Regions from separate parts of the Canis lupus genome. Here region 2 is linked to region 1. The links are chromatin contacts, called in public Hi-C maps. All regions are on one chromosome and are shown on one strand. The core of a region is the stretch at or near the end of the contact, and the rest is flanking DNA. Distances in the headings are between cores, read along the strand shown.

Region 1 (7,608 bases), core at 963-3,462:
AAATAAAATCTTTAAAAAAAAAAAAAAATCTTCCCTACCCACCAAATGGGGTTTTGCAAAGTTATATGACACTTTAGAAATAAAACTGATTTGAAAATGTTTAGTGCATTATACTCACTTAAGAAAGAGTAGAATTAAAAAAAAAAAGAGTAGAATTTAACTTCTCAATCTCCAGATAGGATGCTTATTACAGATGACTAATATGTTTCCCCTTAAGTATCAATCCTAAGTGAGTGATAGTCGCTGCCTCTGTGTTGAGAAGGATTCTGAGGTTATATCTAAACTCAGCTGGCAATGATAGCAATCATTTAGTGATGTCTGCCACACATTGGGGCAGGAGGAGAAGTGGCTTCACAAGTGCTGTGTATGTGCCACCTTAGTTCAGGATGTTCCTCCATTGCTCCTAGAGTTGCATTTGGAGGTGGAGTATTCACTACTGCTCTGTAGCTTGTTTGGTCCTGGTCTGCTAGAACTGATTCATGGGAGATGAATTCCTAACATTTCAGGCTGAAACCTATAATGATTTTTGTTTTTTCAAAAAAAAATTTGATTTCTTGCTAGGAAAGTGAAACATGTTTGTTGTTGGAAGTTTGACAAATAACAGAGAAACAGACAAAAAATAAGAACAGCTCATAATCTCATCATTCCTGGATAACTTTAACATTTTGGAATGGATTTCTTGCCTTTTGATTTGATTTACTTATTTTTAAAAAATGATCACTGACTGCTGTGTGGAGAATGGATTATAGGCACATAATATGAGTGCAGAGAGACCCATTGAAAGGCTGTTACAGAAGTCTAGGGAAAAGATGTTGGTGTCCTGGGCTGAGGGGTAAGTGGCGGAGATGGTGAAAGGTTGTTAGATTTGGCATATATTTTGAACATAGAAACAATGGGACTTGCTGATGGGTTGGATGTAAGGAAGGCAGGCATGAAAAGGATGCTGTCCAATCTCATTTCCAGTGAAATGATGATCCATTTACAGGGGTGGAAAATAACAAGGGAGAAGCAGATGTGTGTGTGTATGTAGGGGAAATGCAGTGGTGGAAATCAAGAGTTTAGTTTTGGATATGAGAAGTTTGAGTGAAAATTTTATATCCTAGTGAAGATTTCGATATCCAGTTGGGCCCAGGCAGTTGGATATATGGTGGGAGCCCTGGGGAGAGGATGGGACTAGGGATTCTAATCTGAGGATCATCTGATTGAGAGGATGGAAAAGAGACCTGTCTAGGAAGTTAAATAAGATGGACAGGAAATCTGAGACTGAGACCTGAGGCCCTCCAATATGTGTCCATTGGAAAGAGGAGGAGGAGGAGGAGGACACATGTAAGAAACTGAAGGAGTGGCAAGTGACTAGGAAGAAAATTAGAAGAGAGTACAGTGCTCAGTAGCCAAGGGCAGAGGGTAGCTCAAGAGAAAGGAGTGCTCCCTCTCTCATGCATATTTTTACATGGAATATGTACATTTTTACATAGAATATGTACATTTTAACATAAATATAGTGGCTTTTTCATTTATCATGAACACTTCCTCATGCCCTTAAAAAAAAACCTTCTACCTTCTAAAATATTAAAAGTACCTTCTACCTTCTAAAATATTAAAGTAGTACATGCCTATGGATGTAACCTGCCAAAGAACATTCTTGTACGTACATCTTGTGTTTCCTTAGATTACATTTCTGAAATGGAATTACTGGTAGATATGTACATTTTTAAGGCTTTTGGTACATGTTGTCAAATTACCTTTTGGAAAGGTTGTATCAAAGCTGTGCACTCTAGCAGCAGTCAAATGAAACCAAGTATTTGGCAACCACTGCTACCATGAAAAAATCTCTTGCTCTCTCTCCCTCAGCTCCCCCGACCCCACATATATATAAAATACTATCTTGGCTCCCCCGCCCCCCCCCATTTGCATGACTTGATTAATGGAGGTCAAGTATGTTTCAGCATCAGGCTTTTTGAGTGCAATCTGAGTGGTAACAGTGTTGATCCCTGTACCCAAACCTCCATAGTGTGAAACTATGAGTATAAATATCACCCAAGTCAGCCATTCAGGGCAAGAGGGCTGGGGGATGGGGGAGAGGAACAAAGCTGGTTCTGAGCCAGGTGGAGTAGATCTTGTCAGGAGGAGTGTGGAGTTCCTGTGGTTCCCACAACTTGCAACGCCTCCTCCCCTCCTGGCCTGACTTCCGCTGGGCCCAGCCTGGGAAAGGGCGTGGCCACTGAGGGGCAGAAGTAACTCTCCTAAGAGCAGCCTTGAAAAGCCAGATGGGAGAGGTTGTGGAAATCTCTGTTGCCAGTGAACAGCCCCAGTTGCTCAACTCAACAACAAGCGTGAGCCAGAGGGACACAGGCAAACTGCTGCACGGACGACGTCCTTTGCCGACTGTGTGGAGCCGAACACTGCAGTTGTGACAGGCCTTGGTCTCTGTGTGGAGACCTTAAGAATCCTCTGCCGAGCCTTTCTGGGCATCACTCCAGCTAAGGCGGGAAGACCCTGTGTGTTGTGAAACTGCGGCGGGGCCTGGCATCTTTCTGTTGGTCTGCAGCATTGCAAAGGACTGTTGCACCACGCTGTTATACTACAGATGTGGAAATGGTAGATACCGAGCTGATAGAAATCTCAAGAACATGTGGGACAAAAAGATAGGCAGAAAATGTGGATTGCAGCATTCTTGTATGTAATATTTCTCATTTCATAACAATGCCAATTAGAACAAGATATCTTAAAACAAAATGCAACTCAAAGGGGAAGAAAAGGCATCATCCTCATCCTTTGCTTTCTGGATGGCACCAAAACTTGTAGTATTTTCTATGGCAGTCAAGAAAGAATTTCTGGGAGAATTACAATCATGTAAATTACCACAGGCCCCAAATCCAAAGTAAATCGATGAAAATGGGAAATTTTCAACAGACATAAGACTGATATCCAGTCTTTTCAGATATTTTTCTTTTTAAATTATAAAATAATACATTTTTGTTATGAATCACTTGAATAATGGAGAAAAGTATAAAATAAAGCTAGTCTTCTCTTGCTCCCTCAAACCTTGTACTCATTCTCCAATGGTTTGGTATGTATTTCTCCAGAGCTTTGTTCATGCAATTACAAACATTTGCATAAGAGCATATAACGTGGCCTATGGATAGTATGTTTATCAAACTGCTAGCATATAGTCAGTACCGACTAGTACTGAAAAATATGTACCCAAACGTATCATTTCAACAACAAAAGAGTATACTATACAAATTCTACAACTGGTTTTAAATTTTATTTAAATGCAGTTTCTCTTTGCCTTTTGGCAGGTAGTTTAGTTTGATCCGTGCTTTATTAAGAAAATTTTTTGAGCAAAAGACTACCAAATTCATCCAACTATTATTTGTTGCCTACCAACTAAGTATCAGGCACTATTCAAGGTGCTGGGAGTAAATGAAATGATAAAAATCCTTGCCCTTGTGGAACGGACATCTTAGTGGAGGGTGGTAGACAATGAACAGGTATAAGACGTGGTATCAAAAAAAAAAAAAAAAAAAAAAAAGACATGGTATCCCAGATGTTGCTAGCAGGGAAGTAAGAGCTTTGCAAAAATAGGAAAACCCTCAATGAAAAAGTGACATTTGCATGGAGAGCTGGAGGGGGATGGGAGACTACCATGTGGATGTCTCAGGGAAGGGTATCCCAGGGAGAAGGAAGAGAAAGTACAAGAGCCCTGAGGAAGAAGATGCTTGGCTCGCTCAGAAACAGAACAAGTGTGGCTGGTGAGTGGTGAGAGGAGGGAAAAGAGAGAAAGTAGCTGGAAAGGACTGCGTGGGTCTTGAAGGACATGCGGAGGCCTTAGGCTTTGACTCTGAGGGGGGATGGGATGTCACTGGGGATTTTGAGCCAGAGGGCTTTCATGATGTGATGTAGTCTATAATATGATCCCTCCAGATGGTGTTGAGCGTAGAATCTGGGGGTGAGGGCCAAAATAGGGAGCCAGCTAGGAGGCTATTGTGACAATGCAGGACAGTGAGGATGAGCTTTGGGCCAGGGTGTTGGCAGTAGAGGTGGTGACACTGTGGACCCTAGATACATCTGTAACATAGAACAGGATTTGCTGATGGATCAGACGTGGGGTTAAGATAAACAGCGAAGTCAAGGATGACTTTATTAGGACAAAGCAATGCACAGAATGTACTAATGGGTCATTTTCTAATCATTTAGTACAAGAAATAAAAACAACATGAGAGTATAGATGACAAGGGAGACTGGAACATGGAGACTTGGAGTAGCATATGGACTTCCTTTCCTTTCCTTTTGTGCTATGCCCTATGTTTGTCTTATCCACACTAGCACTTTTTAATGTCTATGCTGAGAAATCCCCAATGGCAGAGAATAGTAAACTATTACGACCAGCTGTCTGGGCCAGCGCCCAAAGCTCATGGTGTCTCCCACTACAAGCTAGGCATTGCATTAATGTCTTGTATTAAAAAAAATAATTGGGATCCCTGGGTGGCTCAGCGGTTTGGCGCCTGCCTTTGGCCCAGGGCGCGATCCTGGAGTCCCGGGATCGAGTCCCATGTCGGGCTCCCAGCATGGAGCCTGCTTCTCCCTCCTCCTGTGTCTCTGCCTCTCTCTCAATCTCTGTGTCTATCATGAATAAATAAATAAATCTTTAAAAAAAATAAAAAAAAATTATGTCAACATTGGAATCTACTCCAAAATATCTGTATGTTTGTTTTAATATAGTCATTATTTATAACAAAGTAAAATTGCTGGTCTTGTATGGTCCATCTCCCTGACATACACCAAGAATCTCTAAGAAAACACACAAGGTTGTTTTTTTAAAAATATTTATTTAATTAATTAATTAATTTATTTATTTATTCATTCATTCATTCATGATAGATATAGAGAGAGAGAGAGAGAGAGGGGGGCAGAGACACAGGCAGAGGGAGAAGCAGGCTCCATGCCGGGAGCCCGACATGGGACTCGATCCCTGGACTCCAGGATTGCGCCCTGGGCCAAAGGCAGGCGCTAAACCGCTGAGCCACCCAGGGATCCCCCCCCCCTTTTTAAAGAGATTTATTTGTTTTAGAGAGAGAGCAGGAGCAGGAGGGGCAAAGAGAAAGAGAGAAAGAATCCCAAACAGACACTGTGCTGAGTGCAGAGCCCAATGCAGGGCTTGATCTCATGATCCTGAGATTATGACCTGAGCCGAAACCAAGAGTCGGTTGCTTAACCTACTGCATCACCCAGGTACCCCAACATATAAGGTTTTAAGACACTCCAGGCCCATGCCACTCCCAGTGTATTCCCAGGGCTTTAGCCTCCCAAGAAGAGCCCACTTATTTATAAACTGGCTGATTCCTGAAGCAGCTACATGCTCTCACAACCATGCTGTTTACCTGTGTTGAAGAGCAGGTGACAGGGTTGGGCTCTTAATGCTCTTCTCACCAGCTTGGGCTTTCCATCTCTACCCCACAGTACAGGCCTTTCTTACAAAATGGAAATACCCTTCCTTCCTCTTGCCTTACGACATTCTACCTATCTTTGGCTTTTTAACCCATTGAAAACTTTCCTCAGATTTCAACCCCTATTCATGGTATCTAATGTTATCACTTCAAGTGATAGGTCATTCCAATTAATTCCTGGGGCATTTATATCCTATGGGGAAGTATAGTATACGTGGGGAAGAACAAAGCTTTAGAGTCAGCACAGCAGAGCCTTAGAATCAAATTTACTGAAGTTTTAATGCAAGTGCTGCCACTTCTTATCTGTGTGATGTTAGGCAACTTTCTTCATCTCTAGGTCTATAAAATGGAGTTAAAAGCAGGGCTGGCAGGATGATTAAGTAAAAAGCATATATGAAGCACCTAGCACAGTATATAGACATTTGATAAATGTTAGTTCTCTTTCCTCCTCTTCACCTCTTGATTTGTCACTTTTAATATTCTATCCTTTATGATTCTACTTTTGGAATTGTTAGATAGTCTATCTCTTGAACTAGACAAGAAAATCTTATAGGTTAGAAACCACATTTTGTATTTCTTGACATGCCCCAAAGCATCTATCATGGTGCCTGGAACATAGGAGATGATTAATAAATGTTTGTGGATAGACTGATTGATGGATTTCTTGACAAGGTTAAAGCTGAAGGACATACTGCTCTCTGGAATCAAGCACAGAGCAATGAGCTTCCAAAAGGAAAATGAGCCTCAGCATTAATGGAGGAAGGTCATTGCTCAGTGCCTGTGGGAGACATGCTGCTGATGGATGAGGAGGATGCTGGGCCACTCCGCTATGTGGGTTGCAGACCCTGCTGGCCAGCTACAGAATGGTTACCCAGCCAGACAGTGAGATCCTGATAACCCTGCCACAACTAAATTCATTTAGCAAAGCATTTCAACAGGCTAGTCACTGGAGCACATAGATTGATAGATTGCATAGCTGTTATTGTGTGCTTACAAGGGAAATTAGGAGTAATTAATGGGCTGGGGATCAATAGCAATACTATATCACTATCCTATATCACAGTGGTGATTTAATTTTCTTTCTGAGTTAAGGGGGATACACAAAGATAATTAAAATAGATGGATCAGAATTATAAACTACTAAATTTCTTGGTTTATATAAAAGTTTTAAATTTTAGGGGCACCTGGGTGGCTCAGTTGGTTGGTTAAGCATCAGACTCTTGGTTTCAGCTCAGATCATGATCTCATGGGTCATGGGATTAATCCTTATGCCATGCTCTACACTCAGTGAGGAGTTTGCTTAAAGATTTTCTCCTTCTGCCCTTACCCCTGTTCATGCTTGCTCTCCCTCTAAAATCAATCAGTCAATCAATCAATCCTTTAAAAAAGTTTTAATTTTTAGTTTCTCTTTACGTTTTGAAAAGATAGTGCACGTGCATGGTAACTCAGTACAAAATGATATAAAATGGTTGCTTTCCATAATCACTATTGTCTTGGGTGTTGTTTTAGAGGTGATGTTGTGTGCGTGGGGTAGGGTGGGGATGTAGCTAGAAGTAGTATTTTTTTTTTTTAACTAAAAGTACTTTTAAGAATCCAAAAACTGGGGAAAGAATCCTAGAAGAGGGGTTCCCTGGGTGGCTCAGCGGTTTGGCGCCTGCCTTGGGCCCGCGGCGTGATCCTGGAGTCCCGGGATGGAGTCCCACATTGGGCTCCCTGCATGGAGCCTGCTTCTCCCTCTGCCTGTGTCTCTGCCTCTGTCTCTCATGAACAAATAAATAAAATCTTAAAAAAAAAAATCCAAAAACTTCTTGCTGGTCTAATTTCCTAAATCTCTGTTGGCTAGCACAGTGGCTAGTCCGTTCAGTCCAAAATTCCTGGTCAACAATTGTTTGTTGATTGATTAGGATCTATGTTAGTAGTTTTTAAAATGATCTGCATTAGCCTTGTATATCTTGTTGAATTAACAAAGGCATACAATATTTGACATGTCTAGAAAATAGAGCATCTTAATTAATTCGAATGTATTGGTATAGTAATTTAAAACCACTGATGCAGAAACTGCTGTTTAAATATTCTCCACTGACGGAGGAGCTCTTTGGAAATATGTACCACCTGAGTTTAAATAAGGATTGGCTAATAAGTAAAAAAGATTTAAAAA
Region 2 (7,456 bases), core at 692-3,191, 180 kb before region 1:
GGTTCTTCCACACTATTTGACTAAGGTACTAACATTTTCTGTTCGATCATCCCGTAAAAATGCAATTCACTGTAAAAACACTGTATATTTCTTCCTCCTACTTCTCTATTGCACAGGGTCCTAAAAGTCAGTAAGGCCACTAACTTATCTTATCTTTTCTAGGCCTCAGTTTCCTCCTCCATAAAGTGAGGGTGGGGACTGGATGACCTAAATCGTCCCTTCCGGCCCTTAAAAAGTCCCATGACTCCATCATGACTCAAATACGATTCCAGAGTCAGCTTTTAGAAGTGATAGGGCTTTGAAGTTAAATGAACGTCTCCCCCCACTTTTTTTTTAAAGAGTCACTTCTTGCTAAGATGGGGTTCCGTTGAGCAAGCCTAAACAGTATTCGAATTACGAAAAAAGGAAGAGTCAAAAAATACACTTGCGAGTTAGCAGCTTTAAGTTGTGAGCGAGCCCTCGATAACAGGTTAGGGGCCACAAGCCAAACAAAAATCCAAGTAGACTGAATTAATCTTAAAAACATTAAAATAAAAACAAAACATTAAAATCAGGGGATCCCTGAGTGGCTCAGCGGTTGAGCGCCTGCCTTCAGCCCAGGTCGTGACCCCAGGTCCTGGGATCGAGTCCCACACCGGGCTCCATGCATGGAGCCCTCTCTCTCTCTGTCTCTGATAATTAAATAAATAAAACCTTAAAAAAAAAATTAAAATCACGATGTTCATTTAGTGTCAACTTTCCGCTCCTTTAAAATGTCATTTCCCGTTACTGTAATACAGGACTGCCTCTGTTCCTTCCAAACAAGAGCTCCAGGGCAAAAAAAAAAAAAAAAAAATGTTTTGCTAAACTAAAAAAAGGAGGGGGGGGGCGGAGGATGGACCGGAGGTTGGAGGGGGGGGAGGAGGCGAGGACGAAGCATATCTCGTGCTTCAACTTGCAAGAGTGAGCTTTCCTCCAAAAAGCCGTCAGTTGTTTTCAGAAGAAGAAAAAAGAAAAAAACTAAAAAAAAATCCCAAAGGCGCGGCTGCCTGGTGCTGGCGGTGCTCGTGCTGGTGCTGGTGCTGGGGGGTAGCTGTGAACACGAGTCCCGGTGCTGACAGCGCTGCGATGGCGACACGGAGACGACGGCGGGCAAGTCCCCGGGCTGCGCGCCGGGCCGTCGGGGCGGAGAGGGGCGCCCCCGCGGGCCCCGGAGCGGCCCCTTTAACAGCCCGCGGCGCGCCCGCGAAGCCGGACTAGGTGGGGCTCCCCGCGCTGCCGGCTGCGGCCACTTCCCGCGGCGGAGGGGGCGCCCCGGCCCCGGCTCGGGCAAACTTTCCCGCGGCCCGGCTGGAGCCCCCGCAGGCGCCCCGCGTCCGGGCTCGGGGCTGCGCGACGCGGGGGCTCCCCTGCCCACAACTTCGGGGCTTCCGCTGTAACTTCCAGCCGCTCCCCGGGGCCCGCGCGGGGGCCGGGGCGGCGGCGGCGGCGGCGGCGGCGGCGGCGGGCAGGAGGGCGCGAGCGGGCGGGGGGGTCCTGGGCTCTCACTTCCTCCGCCATATTTCAGACATTTGACCCCTTCCGCAAAGCGCGCTGCTCCCCCGCGGCGGCGGCGACGGCGGCGGCGGCGGCTCGTCCCCGCAGGGCCCGGGCCCTCGCAGCACCTGCCGCCGCCCCGCCGCCGCCCCCCGGGGTCCCCGCGCGGGGTCCCCGCCCGGCCCGCGCCGCCCCCCGCCCGCGCCCTCCGCCGCCCGGCCCCCGCCCCGCGGCCGCCGCCGCTCCCCTCCGCGGCCACGCACGCGCTCCACCCACCTCTCGCGCTGTCACCGGCTCCCCGCGCCTCGCGCTCCCTCCGGGTCGCTGCTCCCGGCGCCGCGGCGCTCCTGCCGCTGCCGCCGCCGCCGCCGCTCCGGCTGCTTTACACGCCTGACTCGGGGCGAGGTTTGGCGGTGTCGCCGTGACGTCAGGCGTTCGGCCGCGCTCTCGCTTCCGTCCGCGGGCGGGGAAGGGGCGGGGCCGGGGGGCGGGGCCTGGCGCCGGGGGCGGGGCTTCGCGCGCCGGCCGGACACACGCGGCGCCCCGGCGGAGCCCCGGCCGAGCCCCGGGCGGGGTTCCTCCCCTGCCCTCGGCCGGGCCCCCGGCTCCGCGCAGGTGCGCGCGCCGCCCGCCCCGAGCTCCGCGGCTTGCAGGAGCGCGGAGCCCTCCGAAACTTAAAAGGTGTCTTTAATGCAAACGAGCTCAGTCACCAAGGCCACCCGACAGTGGGTGCTCGCGGGTTCCTTTGTGCGGGGAAGGGGCCGCGGAGGCGCTGAGCGCGTGCAGTTCCCGCACCTGGACCGCGCTCGGAGGCCCGCAGGCCGGGGCACGGCGGATTTCCCTCTTGCAAGGGGTTTCTCCTACACTGGTGTCTTAACCCGGGGTGAACCCTTTGCAAAGTCAGCCACCGAACCCATGACCCCAAACAACTTGGCACTCTGTACCTAAATCAACCATTTATTATGCAGTTGCTCTGTACCTAAATCACCCATTATGCAGTTGCTCTGTACCTAAATCAGCTATTTATTATGCAGTTGCATAAAATAAATTGCGTATTTAAAGGCCCGACGCAGGCACTTTAGTTACTCCTAGGTGGCCTTAGGGTGAGACTATTGGGCAAGAGAAAGCACTTTCTGTTCCAAAAATGCCTTGTTCCAAAAAGGGCGGGAACTTCACGAGGGAGCTAATATTATTAAAGACTAAAATACGACTACTCTTCGTACAAAAAACATCATCAGCTCTTTTATGCAACGAAGTTTCGATGAGAAAAAGAGATCCAGCGAGAGCGGAACGCAGAGAAAAGTGGGGGCTGGGAAGTACTTGAAAACTAACTTTGGTTTACTTCCGCTTAACTTCGCTCTAGAAATAAATTTTGATGAACTTGGAAGATTAATTAAAAAGTGTGATGAATTTTACTCCCTTAAAGAATACCAGTGAATGAAAACTAAACACGTTATAAAGAGTAGAGGAGAATGAATTAGGATTATCCTCGGTTTTCTCTAGGTATCTCACAATTTAGGACAATTGAATGTTACATATTCCTGCAATTTCTGTTTGCTTAGAAAACCCTTTTTTTAAGGGAAATTTCAAAGGCAAATTTCAGAGCAAACTGTAGGGATTTTTTTTTAAATTGTATTTGAGAGAGACAGTGTGCCCACGCAAGCTGGGCGCAAGCTGAGCGACGGGAGGCACAGAGGGAGACTCCCTGCTGAGCAGGGAAGCCCCTGTGGGGCTTGATCCAAAAATCCTGGGATCGTGACCAGAGCTGAAGGCAGATGCTTAACCCACTGAGCCACCCAGGCAGCCCAGTCTGTAGGGATTATTATCAATTCCAAAAGAATGAATTTTAAATAAATTAGACTTTACTGATCTTTCAGTTATGGCATGGAACCCGGGGTGACCAAGTCTGAAAGCCTGAAACTCTGGAGTTCATGGAAGCAGATGTTACTTGGGTACACCTGTGGTTTTTCTTCTTTGTTTCAGCTCACTTTGACCTTTGGGCAATTGAGTTTTTTTTTTTTTCGAAGTCAGTTTTAGAAGATTGGAGCTAAGATTATTTAGAGTTTGAGGGAAGACTCTATTTGAATTAAGAATACTTAGGTTTTTCTTCTAAAAAAGTAGAAATCGGACAGCCCGAGGGGTTCAGCGATTTAGTGCCTGCCTTCGGCCCAGGGTGTGATCCTGGGGTTCCAGGATGGAGTCCTGCATCAGGCTCCCTGCAGGGAGCCTGCTTCTCCCTCTGCCTGGGTCTCTGCCTCTCTCTCTCTCTCTCTCTCTGTGTCTCTCATGAATAAATAAATAAATAAAATCTTCAAAAAAAAAAAAGTAGAAATCATTACACTTGCATTAAAGTATTATCTCTATGAAGAGAATACCAGAATCTGCCTGTTTTAACACCAGACTCAGTTTGGGGTTTGGAACCCAGGTTCCTGGCTTCTCAAAATTTTCACCAGGATATTCCACTGGCAACTTCAACTGGTCATGTATGCAGACTGAACTTTTGGCACCAAACTAATTTCTTCTTTTCATTTAATTGTATTACCATCTTTTAAATTAGCCAGTCTGCAAGCCTGACACTCCAGCTCGGCCTTTTTTCAAACCATCGGTCAATTCGGCGCATCTGTGATACAGTAATTCATGTCCACTAAGGCCACACTTGTTCGGGTTGGTGCTGCCTCTCAGCTCCTGGACTTGAGCCACGCCTCCCTACCTTGCCTTGAGGCCTCCGGTCTGGTCCTGCTGTGATCTATTCTGCACCGTGGTGTCAGATGATTTACGGTAAAGTATCCTGAGCAAGTCCCTCTGTCTTCTTCAAAGTTACTCCGTGGCCCTACTGAAATAAGGTTTAAATCCTTGGAGAGTATCTTACTCTTCCTTCTCATTTAAAACTGCCTTCCAGGCAGAGTGGACTTTTCATCCTGCCCAGATACAGTGCTTTCCCACGGCTCTGGTGTGAATAGGTGATTTCCTCTGCCTGGAGTTTCCTTCCCTCTCCTGCCCACTAATAAGGTCCATTTACTTTCTCCCAGAAAGACCATCTTTCCAATCTAATGTGGTCTCTCTTTTGCATTTGCATAAACACTCTATTGCTCTTTTCTTTTGTCACTTGTATTCTCTTTTTCTGTAAAGAGCCAATTGGTAAATATTTAAGGCTTTGTGGGTCATATGATCTGTGCTGCAGCAACTCAACTCTACTTTTGTTGTGCAAAACCAGCCAAGGGATGCTTAATGAATGAGTGGCTTTATTCGAATAAAGCTTTATTAATAGACACTAAATTTTTAATTTCGTATAATTTTCACATGTCACAAATCTCCTCCTCTCCTTCTTCCTTCCCTTCTTTCTCCTTCTCCTTCTTCTTCTCTTCTTCCTCCTCCTTCTTTTTCCTCTTCTTCCTCTTCCTTTTCTTCTTCCATTTAAAAAATGTGAAAACCATTCTCAGCTCATGGCTGTACAAGAACAGGCATTGGACTGGATTTAGCCATGTTTGCCCTGCTGTGCTCAGGTCCAGCTTCATGGGCATGTGACAGGGCTCTGTGATTAAAGGCTCAATGATCAGTTTAAGGCTCTAATGTCACCATCTTGAAATTTTTAATAGTTTTTTTTTGTAACAAAATGCTTGCATTTTTTAAAAAAGATTTTATTTATTCATGGGAGACACAGAAAGAGAGAGAGGCAGAGACACAGGCAGAGGGAGAAGCAGGCTCCACGCAGGGAGCCCGACGTGGGACGTGATCCCAGGTCTCCAGGATCACACCCTGGGTCAAAGGTGCAGGCGTTCAACCGCTGAGCGACCCGGGGATCCCCAGGCTTGCATTTTCATTTTGTGCTGGGTTCCTCCAATTCTGTAGCTGGTCCTGCGTGTACCAGAAGAGAAAAATCCGTAAGATGTATATTTCTCATGTTTGGTGAGGTGGTTTACACATAACAGGTATTCAAAATGTATTTGTTGAGAGGTTCCTCGGGGCTGTATCTGTATTGAGCAATATTGAAGGATGAGATAACACCTACCCAAAGTGCAAAATTGCTTCTGCTCGCTATAAAAGCAGTACAGCTCCGAAGCTTAGGGTTCTCCTCCTGTATCACAACCCTCTGCAAGTATAGGCATCCAGGTTAAGTCTACTTTCATTGCCTCCAGGGCACGTAGGGGATATACAAAGCTGCTGCAAGCACGATACTACTCCTTTTGTTGTGAGTAATAAAGTCCTTTGTCTCTCAAAGCAAAATGGATTTGTTGAATTTTCTATTCCTAAGGCACTGTGGAATAGTGGAGAACATGAGAGAGTTCAGCTTCACCACTTATTAGCGGCATGGTGTTGGGCAAATTCTTGAACCATATTGAACCTTGGTTCTCTTATCTATAACATGGGGATAACAATCTCTGCCTTATACGACTGTTGTAAGAGAAAACATAGAAAATAGCCATGTCTTAGACCCTGGGAGTAGATGAAGCCCAAAATTACTTCTTTCCCTTATGGGGGAAGTATATTAATAGGGTACTTACCTATAACTCTTGCCTATTTAACTGTATTTAGCTATATAATGCTGTATTGATCAGTATTTCTGATTTTTTGTGTTATTTGCTTCCTTAAAAGTTGTACTTCAGATAGTATCTATACCTCATTAGTTTCATTTTAAAAGTCCACATAAGGGGCACTTGGGTGGCTCACTTGGTTAAGTGTCCAACTCTTGATTTCAGCTCAGGTCATGGTCTCTGGGTAGTGGGATCAAGCCCCCGTGTGGGGCTCCATGCTCAGGGTGGAGTCTGCTTGAGATGCTGTCTTTCCTTCTCCCTCTGCCCTTCCCCCTGTGTGAGTTCTCTCTAAATAAATAAAAAAATAAGTAAATAAAATCTTTTAAAAAAAGTCTACATAAGTAAAGGTCTTATTGCAAATCCAAAATTGGATTTCAAAAATCCTCATATTTACAATTTTCCTAATTAATAGTTAATGATTATTAACATTAACAAGAGTCATTCTGTTTAACTTCCAATTAAGTATGGTATCAAGAGCACTGAAAATCATTAATCTTAAATATTATTATATTATCTCATTCACAAAGGAACAGTATTGAGATTTGATCCTTTCAAGGGACTTTCTTACTGTTTTTGCCCTCTTTTGTGTGTATTCATGTATGTGTGAGTGTGTGTATATGTATACATATATAAATTATGTATGTGTATGGTGTATATGCAACATGTACATATATGTATAATATACACACACCACTATATATGTGTTTAGTATATAAATATAGTTCTATTCTTTTGCAATATCCTGCATAGCTGGGGTTGGGGGTTGAGAAGGTTAAGGAGGCTGCTTTTTGATGTGAAAGAGGAAAAAACATGGCTTACCTCCCCAGTTAGGTTCATTCTGTTTTCTTGGTCAAAGATTGTGTTCCAAACTCAATGCAGTTATGTTTGTAAATACTGCTCTTTATCACACGAGAGACCAGGTAAGAGCATTTTAGACCATTGCTGTAATAGGAAGACAACTCAGAATTCATACTCTCTTAGGGTAGTTTGTGTGCCTCTTAGATTTCTGTTTTGGGGAAACCAAGTATTCATATATAAGGAAAAATGAGGCAGCTTGGCCTGCTTTCCATTCTGTGTAATAACTGCTTATTAGTCTCAAAATAAATTTCAAATTCTGTCTGTATTCTATTTTAGCAGTTGGAGGCTTGACCACCAAACCTGGCTATGCCACATTAAATAAATCTAACAGTTCTATAATTTTGTCATTGCTAATGTCTATGATGTAAGGAACAGATTGTACTTAAAATTTCCCGCTTTCTTAAGCTGTGGCTGAGGAAAACCATACAAAAAAATAAAAAATAAAAAAGACATTCCCAGAGCCATCACGTAAATGAGTGTTAAAGGAGAAAACCACTGGAAGAACCAGCTTCATGAAATACCCTCTGTCATGAAATTTTCAAAAGAAATTT

The links. Hi-C and Micro-C count contacts between places; a contact is called where the count stands out from the background.
Region 2: a contact with region 1 is called in a Hi-C map of blood, with 4 times the contacts expected there. The contact joins the promoter of RAP1B here to the enhancer-like site in region 1. A contact is called at or near these places in 3 of 9 Hi-C or Micro-C datasets (amygdala and blood).

The regions. Positions count from the first base shown.
Region 1 is chr10:10,939,340-10,946,947 of UU_Cfam_GSD_1.0, reverse strand. All of the region lies in intron 3 of LOC102152432 (a long non-coding RNA gene), which reads right to left. The region is part of intron 1 of LOC111097592 (a long non-coding RNA gene); the gene reads left to right. Among named protein-coding and RNA genes, the nearest start is that of MDM1, 29 kb to the right of the region's middle. Within about 2 kb of position 2,212, at least 6 of the 20 cell types and tissues checked have an H3K27ac peak or open chromatin away from gene starts, as enhancers often do. A contact at or near this core is called in blood, where this site is marked.
Region 2 is chr10:11,122,969-11,130,424 of UU_Cfam_GSD_1.0, reverse strand. RAP1B (ras-related protein Rap-1b) reads right to left here and starts at 1,941. Exons shown (of 8, transcript XM_038549965.1): 1 at 1,792-1,941.